Linked DNA regions of Anas platyrhynchos: region 1 is linked to region 2. The links are chromatin contacts, called in public Hi-C maps. All regions are on one chromosome and are shown on one strand. The core of a region is the stretch at or near the end of the contact, and the rest is flanking DNA. Distances in the headings are between cores, read along the strand shown.

The links. A called contact is a pair of places that touch in the nucleus more often than the background predicts.
Region 1: a contact with region 2 is called in a Hi-C map of subcutaneous adipose tissue, with 1.7 times the contacts expected there. The contact joins two enhancer-like sites. A contact is called at or near these places in 5 of 8 Hi-C or Micro-C datasets (F1 follicle, liver, skeletal muscle and 1 more).

Annotation. Positions count from the first base shown.
Region 1 is chr5:17,021,840-17,026,820 of IASCAAS_PekinDuck_T2T, reverse strand. No RefSeq gene overlaps it. Among named protein-coding and RNA genes, the nearest start is that of PPP4R3A, 31 kb to the left of the region's middle. Within about 2 kb of position 3,375, at least 4 of the 8 cell types and tissues checked have an H3K27ac peak or open chromatin away from gene starts, as enhancers often do. A contact at or near this core is called in subcutaneous adipose tissue, where this site is marked.
Region 2 is chr5:16,945,487-16,950,972 of IASCAAS_PekinDuck_T2T, reverse strand. FBLN5 (fibulin 5) reads right to left here. Exons shown (of 11, transcript XM_021273666.4): 8 at 2,852-2,974; 9 at 2,195-2,321. Among named protein-coding and RNA genes, the nearest start is that of TC2N, 22 kb to the left of the region's middle. Within about 2 kb of position 3,777, at least 1 of the 8 cell types and tissues checked has an H3K27ac peak or open chromatin away from gene starts, as enhancers often do. A contact at or near this core is called in subcutaneous adipose tissue, where this site is marked.

The sequences.
Region 1 (4,981 bases), core at 2,126-4,625, 76 kb before region 2:
TCATATTGCAGTCCATACTGCCAAGTCTATTTCTCTTAGTCTCAAGGAAGTTGTGAGAGCTTTCCAAATACTTACTGTAAATAGTACACTTGCTTCCCATCACAGAATATCTAAAGGTCAGTGGTGTCCTTAGTCTAATCTCCATAAGTTTCCAAAGTGAAGTTTTGCTTTTTATTTTCCAAATGTCTTGCTACTGCTAGGTGCTTTCTTTGCATTCTTGAGGCCTGAGCTCTTCAGCCTCAAAGAGGTACGGCTTAAGAACAACGTATGCTTCTTCCCCTATCCTAATCTAAAGGACCTACTGCTGAGTGAAGAAAAAAGGGTTCATACTGGTTGGCATCTGTGGTAAAGCAATGAGCTCTCATCTTGTGGTAGGTTTTTAAGAAATGCACATTTGTTCTCTGTGAAATGGATAACAGCCAGCAAGTATATTTATATAATCAGATACAAACATGTAATTGGTAAGTCTCACCATTCTGTGTTTGTTTGGGACTGATGGTCTAACAGTGAAAGACTGATCACTCACCATCAAACCCATCAACAATTCAGCCCCCTACCCTTTTTGCTAAACATGGAAGACATCTGTAATATTTAAGACATCTGTGTTTAAAGAAGGCTTTGGCTTTCTCTCAACATAGTTTTTCATCATACTTGACCCCGCAGTAAATCTGTAGCAGCAAATCTCATTTTGCAAGCATAGAACACAGGATCACTGTAGACTCAGCCAAGCAAAGGTTAAGGAGATACATTTCTGTTCAAATACACTTAGCTCTAGAATTAGCAGAGGCAACACAGAAAGTGCTTGGCTGAGTGCATAGACTTAAAATGATATTTTTTTCCCAAAGTTCATTCTAGTGCTAATATGCCTCTCAACAAATGCTGGAATGTCAGTCGTTAGATGGGGGAGAGAAAACTTTCAGGATGTCCCAGACGAACTACATTGGGACAGTTATGTTAAAACGGCAGAATTTTTTTGCAGTGAGGTCCTTGAAATTTATGAACCCTTAAATTGTTTGTTAGGAACAGCAGGAAATGATGGACTATTTTTATCTTTTATCTTAGATTGGAAGGTCTCTGGGAGAGGTACTGTCTTTTTTGTGTGTCTGGCTGAAAGTTGGCAGAACAGGGGCCTATCCCTGACTGCCCCTCATCTGTGACTGCTGGGTCAGTCAGAGGAGAATTTGCCATTGGATTCAAAGGGCAATGAATCAGATCTCTCTGTAATATATATATAAATGATAATACACAGGGAGTAATAATTGAAGAGAGGGTCTCTTAGGTTCTAAATGCTGATTGCAAGGATAAAAATGATTAGAAGTGTTTCTCTTGTCAATTTATATCCTAGAAGGATGGAGAGAAAGGTCAACCAGTCAACCCACAAACCAGCTCTGCTCGTGTGTGTGAGTTGGAAGCTGCACAAGGGTGCTATTTCTCCTTTTCAAATAACATGAAAACTCTTTTTTATTTTTTTTTTAATTAATTATTTTTTTTCCAACAAGGAAATGGCACAACCAAGCCCTATTTTTAAACTGAACTGTTCTTGGACAGTACAAATGAAAAGTAATGCTATTCTGACTGTACATTTTGTAACCTTAAAAGGAGAGAGCTCTTTTTCAGGGAAGATCAGGATTTCTGCCAAATATTATCAGCAATGGGGTGGAAGGCAAAACATTGTTTTCACAACTTTCTTGACCATTAGTGGTAAATCTGATCTAGCCTAATACAGTCTCTCTGTGTATCCCTTTTAGGAGGTATGTAGGGCTGGTAAAGAGAAATATTTGTCAATCTCTGTCCATTTTGACATGGGTTGGAGCTGTGGTGAAACCTCTGTATTTCCAGACCACCAGACAAATGCATCAGGTGGTTTCTTACTTCAGTATGGTCCTTTGCAAAGATTCTAGTGTGCTAGTTTTACTTAGCAGGGCAGATGAGCTCCACCACAACCACTCTCTCACTCCCCCTCCTCAAGGGAGAGGTGGAGAAAATACAATGCAAAGGGCTCAAGGGTTTAGAAAAGGACAGGGAGATCACTCAACAGTTATCATCATGAGCAAAACAGACTCAGCACAGGGAGATTAATGTAATTTATTACCTATTACTAACAAGCTAGAGTAGTGAGAAACTAAAAGCAATTACAAACACCTTCGATGCATTCACCCTCTTCTATGTCCTACCCCTGAGTGGCACAGGGGAACGGGGAGTGGAGGTTGTGGTCAGTCCCTAACACTTCATCTCTGCCGCTCCTTCACAGTCACTCTCTGTCCCTGCTCCATGTGGGGTCCCTCCCCTGGGATGCCATTCCACAGCAGCAAACTGCTCCAGCACAGATTCCCCATGGGCAGCAGCTCCCCCCAGACTCCCTGCTCCTGCATGGGCTCCTCTCTATGGGCTGCAGCTCCAGCCCGGGGCCTGCTCCTGTGGGGCCTTTCCATGGGCCATAGCCTCCCCCGGGCTACATCCACCTGCTCCACCAGGGGCTCCTCCACGGGCTGCAGTGTGGAGATCTGCTCCATGTGGGACCCATGGGCTGCAGGGGGACAGCCTGCTCCACCGGGGAGCTCTCCACAGGCCTCAGGGAAACTCATAACCCAAGCTATCAGCATGATGGTGGGTTAAGCAGTCCTGATGCACTGTGCTTTTTGGTGGTGATACCTGGTCCTCTCACCTCACAACCATGTTAGCATGGGGACATCTCCCCAGCTGTACTGGCTGCACAGAGCACCACAGATTGCAGCATGGCTCTTGCCCACTTTTCAAATGATCCATTTACCAGAAAAAAACTCATTATTCCATTACTCCCCCGCCAAAAAAAAAAAAAAAAAAAAAAAAAAAGGAACAGCTGTAGCACTTGTGAAGAGCCTGGGAAAGGGCTTGAGGGGAGGGTGTGTTGGTGTGCGAGCATGGACCCAGGCACATGGACGGAGCCAGAGCTGAGGAACGGGGCTGTTTGGTGCACTTCAGACTGACTAAAATTGCGATGAGGGGGCAAACTCTCCCTTCCAATCTCCCTATTTAGCACAGGGCTGCCATATGGTTTTCTGACTGTTTTCCACAGTAGCCACTGTGTGGCAGAAGAGATCAAGACTATGATTTTCTGCAGAGGACAAGCGATGGAAGCATGCAGCTTTTAGCTGCCTGCATGGGGCAGGCGCCATATTGTGTGGGAGGGCGGTGTGGAGGGGGCCCATGCACCACAGCAGAAATAACAACCACTACCCGAACAGATGTGCCGTTCGCTGACAGTTCATTGTTTTTAAGGGTGCGAAAGAGTCCAGGTCAGGGCAGTTCACTCCGTTAAATTGGCAGAGCCAATGGTTGCCATTGTTTTAACACCGAGGACAGCCTGCCCTGAACCTCATCTGCCTCCCAGGCCAGTGTGGCAGAGTGGGTGAGGTGGCGGCCAGGACATGGCTGTTGGACCTGGCAGAGCTGCCTTGGAGCAGAAGGAGCTGTGTGGACGTGAATGTGCCGACCGGCTGGGCACCACAGTCAAAACTGAAGTTAAAAATAATCCCCTCAACAGAAGACAATAAATAGAACTCCAGGGAGTTCCTGTTAGCACAACGAGGAAAATTGAATGGCTTTTCCTCTCTTGAAATCCTATGTTCCTCAAGAGAAAAAGAAAATGTGTTGATCCATATTCACAGCAGAGGAGGGAGCCTCATATTTTAACCAGACGCTAGATTTTCTCAAAAACATACTTTCAGAATTCAAAAATCATTGGCAAAGTCAGATTCAATTTGATAATAAAATTTTCTTGACATGAAAGTAATATGAAAGGGTCAGTGTATGTTGTTGCTGTAACGTTTAGTTGCGATGTCTGGGCAAGGGTTTAGGTTAAAAAATTACGTTTTCATTTTAAATTTGATTTTCCAGTTGATGCATAACAAGAAATCAAAATAAACCCTTTTGTTTTGGGTTGAATAAAATGTTTTCATTTCTACCCAAACCAAAATTGTTTTCCATTTGTTTAGTTTGGCCACTGAACTGAAAGACTAGCATGTCATTATCCACACTTAATGGCAAAAAAGACATCTTAAGGACAGGCAGGGTTTTAATTAGTTCCACTTCAGCATTTAAGATCAATGCTCAAATGGAATTCCTGACCAGGAGTTAAAATAATGAATGCAGGTTTGTTTGTTTGCTTTTTTTGTTTTGTTTTAATGTTAGTTTTGCATTAGATACTAGATATTAGAAGTGAATCAGGACTTTCTCAACATAACCATCACGTCTATGTAGAGAAAAGATGGTGCCTGCTTAGTGTGCTTGTAAACAACAGAAATAAACAGAGTTGGGTAATACAAAGTAAAAAACAGTTATGATTGTCTATGATAATAAGCTACAGTCTCGGCACATTTACTTCAGTGTTGACAAACTAAAAGAAAAAGACAAAACAAAACAACACATATCTACCTCTCAACTAAAGCCAGTGTGTCAGAACACACTTCAAGTGACATCAGACTGTATTTAGAGAACAGTGTTGAAGATAACTATGGGAACAACTGATGTTGAAATCCAAGACTATGAAGACAGCAAAAGCACAAAACACACATATGGATCTGCAAAACTTTTAAGAAATGTTCCAAATTTTAAGCAAATGTTTTTGATGGAAACCCATGAAAATAAAATAAATTAAAAAAAAAAAAAAGGCAAATTTAACTATTCACTTCATATTTGCTCACTCTAGGAATGTTTAGGAATTCTGTAATGGATTTGTACCTCATACACTGTTCAAAAGATCTCTATCTTACCAACTTGTGCTATATTTCAGTGGCCAAAATGTTTCTCTTCTGTTTCTCATGGCATGGTCTTACAGAACTGTGCTATTAGTCTTGAAAGGCAACATGCATACAATTTGGCTTTTATAAACATGTAGAATGTATTTCCAGCATGTGAATATGGGCATTAGTTTCAATAGGGCTAATTAACTTGCTAAAAAAATTTGATGGGGCTAGACTGTTAAGATGACTACTGGCACAAA
Region 2 (5,486 bases), core at 2,528-5,027:
GATAGTAATTTAAACTGAACTCCCCCCTTCCACCCACCCTGGGGCTCTTGAAGCTAAGATGTCTGCTGTATATTGTTAGCCTGCAATGCATTTCTTATCCATCAACTTGTCCAGCTTTCCTTTGCACCCCCAGGAACATTTGGCATCCATGGTACCGTGTGGCTCCACAGCCCCTGGCAAGCAGTGCAGAAACATCTCTCTGCTCTCCTTGCACGGCCTCTTGCTGACTTTGATGCCTGCAGCTCTTGGGAGCAGACCGTCAATCCCTGCTCATGCTCCATGTGCAACTCAGGCTTTTGTATTTGACCCTGTTCATGGCTGAAGTGTTCTAAACTTAGTTGCTTCTCACAAGGAATCTGTTCCATGCTTTTGACCGTCTTTGTGGCTCTTTATGAACCTTTGTCTGGTTATATTACATTGCTCTTGAAAGGAGGGGATGGAACTGTGCAGTCCTGAAGATATGGGTACACAATGGCACGTGTTCTAAGGATATTCCATACCTCAATTTCAGATTGCTTTTTCTCTGGTGATTCTGGCAGATTATGCAACTACCTGTAACAGTCCTCAAACCTCGCTTTGGAGGGACTAGAATCAGATAAGTGCTCTTTATTTACCTTGTGAAGTTGGCATTGTATTTTTACTTTATATTCATCTACACTGAATTTCATCTGCCATTTTTGTTGCAGTCATTGAGGCTTCTTCTGCAATTCTCTTCTTATCTTTCAACCTCTTATTCACCTGTTCCAGGGGTTGCTCACTTACTTATGACTGCTCAATTTCCATAGAAACCTAAAGTAGGGTTATTTTCAGAAGCCTTTGGAAACCCAAGCAGACTATCAGCCCATGCCCCGTAGCCATAAGCTGCTGAATTCTTCAGAGAACTCCAATAAAGTTCTGAGGCAGGATGTCCCTTTATAAAATCCATGTTGGGGAATTTACTGGATGGAAAATAGTTGCTTTTTTTTTTTCCTCTATTTTTTTCTATAACCTCCACTACCAACACCAACTTCAGACAATTCCTCTGGCAAATCCTCCATACAAAAGTTCCTGGCATTACAAACACCCAATCCTTTCCACAGAGAACACAGATGCAAAGAATTTGCTTGTCTTTTATACTGACCACTTCTAGACATATGCCACAAATTAAATGCAGTCACATCTAGATATGTGCCAAAGCCACCAAATACAAAGCTCAGAGATCAAGAGTTTTGGTGGAAGCTGATTTGTAAGTACTCCGCAGTTGCGCTCTGAGGAATTTAGATACATAGACTTTAAATATTACAGCTTCTAGTTTAAGATTCTACCATCTGTGAAGATAGGTAGAGCCAGAATTGGCAGAACAGAACTTGTCCATTCCTCAGCTGTCCTAGTTCAGAAAGCAATGTAAAGGCATGAAAGCATTGTCATGGGAAGCCGTGGATTCTTCACCTCTTACTTATCTATAAAATACATTAGGCTACCAAGTAATCCCAAGTAATTGGGTTTAGTGCAAACACTATGGATGAAATTCTATGGCCTGCAATACTTAGAGATCTAGCTGGAGCTGAAACATTTTGAGGCCCAGGCAGGTACATACAAAAATGTGAAAGAATCAGGCAACTTTTAGAAATGTGCTGCCTCCCCCCGATTTGTTTACCCAAATCGTTCCATATTTAAACAGGAACAGTGCTAATAGCCCCATTCAGATATACCCAATTTCCAGACAATGCAAATCAGTCTGTGGACTTTTCAGCACATTTAGCCTTTAAGCGGCAGGAAACTACTTGGACCCTGCGATAACTAGCATCTAATGTTTTTAAAGTACTTCCTGAACATGAGCTAGTTAATATTTACAGGAAATACTCATATTAACAAACGGGCTGCATTTGAGCATATATGAAGTCAATTAGTAATGTAAGTAAATGTCTCATTACGTTACAAACCTTGCTGTTTTTTTCTACTCACTGATAAGTGTTTTTCCAGTCTAACTTCCCACACATCTGAGTATCATATCATATCCCACCTGGTGACCTGGTAAGGAATTGCAATTTATTATTTGTATAAAGCTTACTAATGGTAAATGCAGCAACAGCAGGTATCTATAGCTCTTTAGGTACACTTAATGGTTGTGTTGCAAAAACATAGCTTATTTGGTTCACTAGATATGCTTCACACAGACAGAATTTGCTTCTATGGCTGTGGGTATGGTACTCACTTCTCGTTAATCTGGATATAAGGATCCTCGCATCTTACTGGGTCTAAACATTTATATTCTCCTGGGATATTGAAACACGTTTGCTGTGGAGTGCAGGTGAAGTTTCTAGTTTCACATTCATTGATATCTAAAACACAAAAAAAAAACAAGAGAAAGACAAGCAGGGATGTATATGCAAGGCACAGCTCTTTTATTGCTATGTCCATCATAAGGAATTGCCCCAAAATTTGCAATGCTCTTGCACCATGAGAAGTGGCTTTTTGATAACTGGCCCCTCTTCTAAGACCAGTTTTTACTCTATTCATTTCTCGTTACTGGAGTGATTCCGTATGCTAAGTGCTGCAAAAATAAAAAAGAAATTGGCTGCTCAAGCTTTCTGACCTTACAGAATGTGAAAACTAAAGAGAGACGTGCAGCAGAGAGGAAGGCATCTGAGGGCTTTACTGTGTAGCTGTTTCTTAGGCAGTAAAGCCTTCCTTACACCAATTGACCTCAGTGGGACTGCTCGTGTGATGATGTTCTCACCAGAATCACATAATTGGCCCCTATGAGTATGTCACTTATGCAATGCCAAGACCAAGCATCTCAGTCCTTGAAAACCTCTTTCCAGACACAGGACTTACTTGCTAGTCCCTCTGGGTGCTGGAATGTTCTTACCTTGGCAGCTTCTGCTATCATCAAGCAGGTTATAGCCCGAAGGACAGATACAGTAGTAAGAACCAGGCCCATTCACACATTCGTGCTGGCAGAGGAACTCTGAGAAGCTGCATTCGTCCATGTCTGCAACGGTAAAATACAGTTTAGAGTTTTTGGCTTCACAGTCAAAAGAGCAGTCCCACAAGCAGGGGCCATCCAGACTATGTGCCTATCACCCCAGCTGGAGTTTGGCACCTTCCAACTCCTCAGAGCTCTGAGGCAGCCTGGCAAAATACTGTTAAACAGGTTCTTGGCTAAACCTTTTTTTTTTTTTTTTTTTCTTTCCCTAGGGAAACCAAGGCCGCTGCTCAACACAATGCATGGCTCTTATATATTTATTTTTCTTTTTGAATACCTGTCACCAGTTGGCTGTGTTTTCGGTTCTGTTTTACGTCAGAGATAGCGGTACTCCAATAACAAATCTGCAACTGTAATTTGTAAGTAGAGACTTGGTGGTGCTTTTCTTTACTTTTTTTTTTTTTCTTCTTCTTTTTCTGGAGAGCAAACTTCCCTTTCCCAGGGCCACATGGGTCCCAGCAGAAATCCTGCAGCCAGCCCTGGCTGTTTTATGCTTCTTAGCCTCTAGCCAGTTACTTGCAAGGCGTTCCAAGCAAGACTTCAGAGCTCATCCCTGCTTGAGTCAGACCGACTAGAAGGCCCAGAGTTCTCCCAGATACCCAGGAAGCTAAACAGGCTGTCCAACCTCTGATTGAAAGCAGAAAATGATCTCTTTTCCCCTTTTCTCATGAATTGATCAGTCATCATATTCTGCAGAACTGTGCTCAAGTAGAAAGATGAACTTCTGAGCTGCACATGGAGGCATGGCTGACCGAGGAGAAAACACATGCAAAGGCGCTAGACTGAGGGAGGCTGCTGTTAATCATTTCCTTATTTCTCTATTCAGGGGAAGAAAGAAACAAAAGCCATAGACCCAGCCAGGAACTCCCAAGTTCATATTCCCAGCTCTGACATGTTGACTCTCCCAGGCAAATCACTTTTACTCCTCAGACTGAATTTCCCTTTCTTTAAATTGGGCTTAGGCCATCTATACACTTCTGTTGTTTTGTACAGATGCACTTGAGAAAGTATTTGAAGTCCAAATGTGCTTAAGTGGCTTTATGTCTGCAACCACATAATCAAAAGAGAGATGAAGGGAACTTCACAGCTACACAGTCCTGTTAGTGTGTGGCTTGCCCCAGCGAGTTCACTGAGAAAAGCACTCCATAAGGGCACTGGGATATCGCCCACTCCCTCTAGGTCTTGCAGCCCAGCCCTCAAGCACCATCAGATTCATGTAACCTGTGAGCAGCTGCTGTCAAGTGCTGGAGGTACATAAAGCCCCAAGGGCCCCACGTTGCTGCTGCTGAACCACATGGGGCAGACACAGCCAAACCCTTCTGCAGTGGTTCTGTCTACTGCATCTGCAGGGGCCATTCCTTTTGCAAGCCTCAGTGATGTCCAGTGGTTGTTTGTGAAATGAAAGAATCTCATTCAGAGGAATTTCACCCACTTCCAACAAGTGTTTGCTTGTGCAGAAGGGTCAAGAGATGTTTTTCTGCCCTAAATCTGAGTGGTGGAAAATCCCTTTTGCAGGCTTAACTCTCAGCCACAAATGAGGTTTAAGCATAACCTCTCTTGGCACCTTTTTATACTGGCAATGTTTGTGTGGTATTGCACTCAACTTAGTTGATTCAGGCCCTCAGCTAGCTCAGGAACATGTAAAAATTTAGAAGCAGAAATTCTACTGGAAAGCAGAAATCTTAAGTTAGGTGTTGCAGCTGTATATGTTAAGACCCTTTAGAGATTTAGGTCTTTGTACTCTCCCTCATAATAAGGAGATTTGCATGAGAGAACAACTTCAGATACACTAATCTATATACAGACTGCATATCACATGTCTTCTCTTTCAGAAACAGCATGTTACATCTGTTTACTGTAAATTAAAAAACAAGTATTTTCCAGTGTGTTTTTCCTTCCAAGAAATATTGGCTGGATTCTCTAATTTTATCAGGCTGTGGGAACATTAAGCACAGAAATAAGTTTTGCCTTCAATTAAAATAAAGCAATAAAATAAAAACAAAAACAAGAGAGGGAGAAGTAGAGTGACATAAGCACAGTTTCATCTGCTATGAACTGAACATATCAGCTCTGCTAAGAAACCACATATTACTTCTGAAGCACAGCCAGAACCATCCGAAGGAAAAGAGGGAATGTTTCAGGCAGAAGGGTGCAGTTGTAAGAGCAAGAGCAATACATGCCTTCTACTGGCAAATGGAAAAGTGCTTTTTGCATGACTATTTCTTTAATCACATAAGAATGTTCTAGGACTGTCCCTAGTTTACTTGCTTTATTAAGGCTCCCATTTATCACTAGAAAGCATTTTGTATGTTTTGCTGTTATCTTAAAGCTTTTTAAGATTTAGCTTTTTTCTTTAAAACTATTTGCAGCCATCCTCCATTGTGCTTTTCTGGGCATTTGCTGTGTAGTTTAACTGGAAGAATCAGATTAGCGGCTATCCTGCTGCTAGCCATAGACCAAAGCAGAAGACTTGTAAAAAAGCATGTACAAAACAATACTTCAGGAAAGGAAAGCCAAA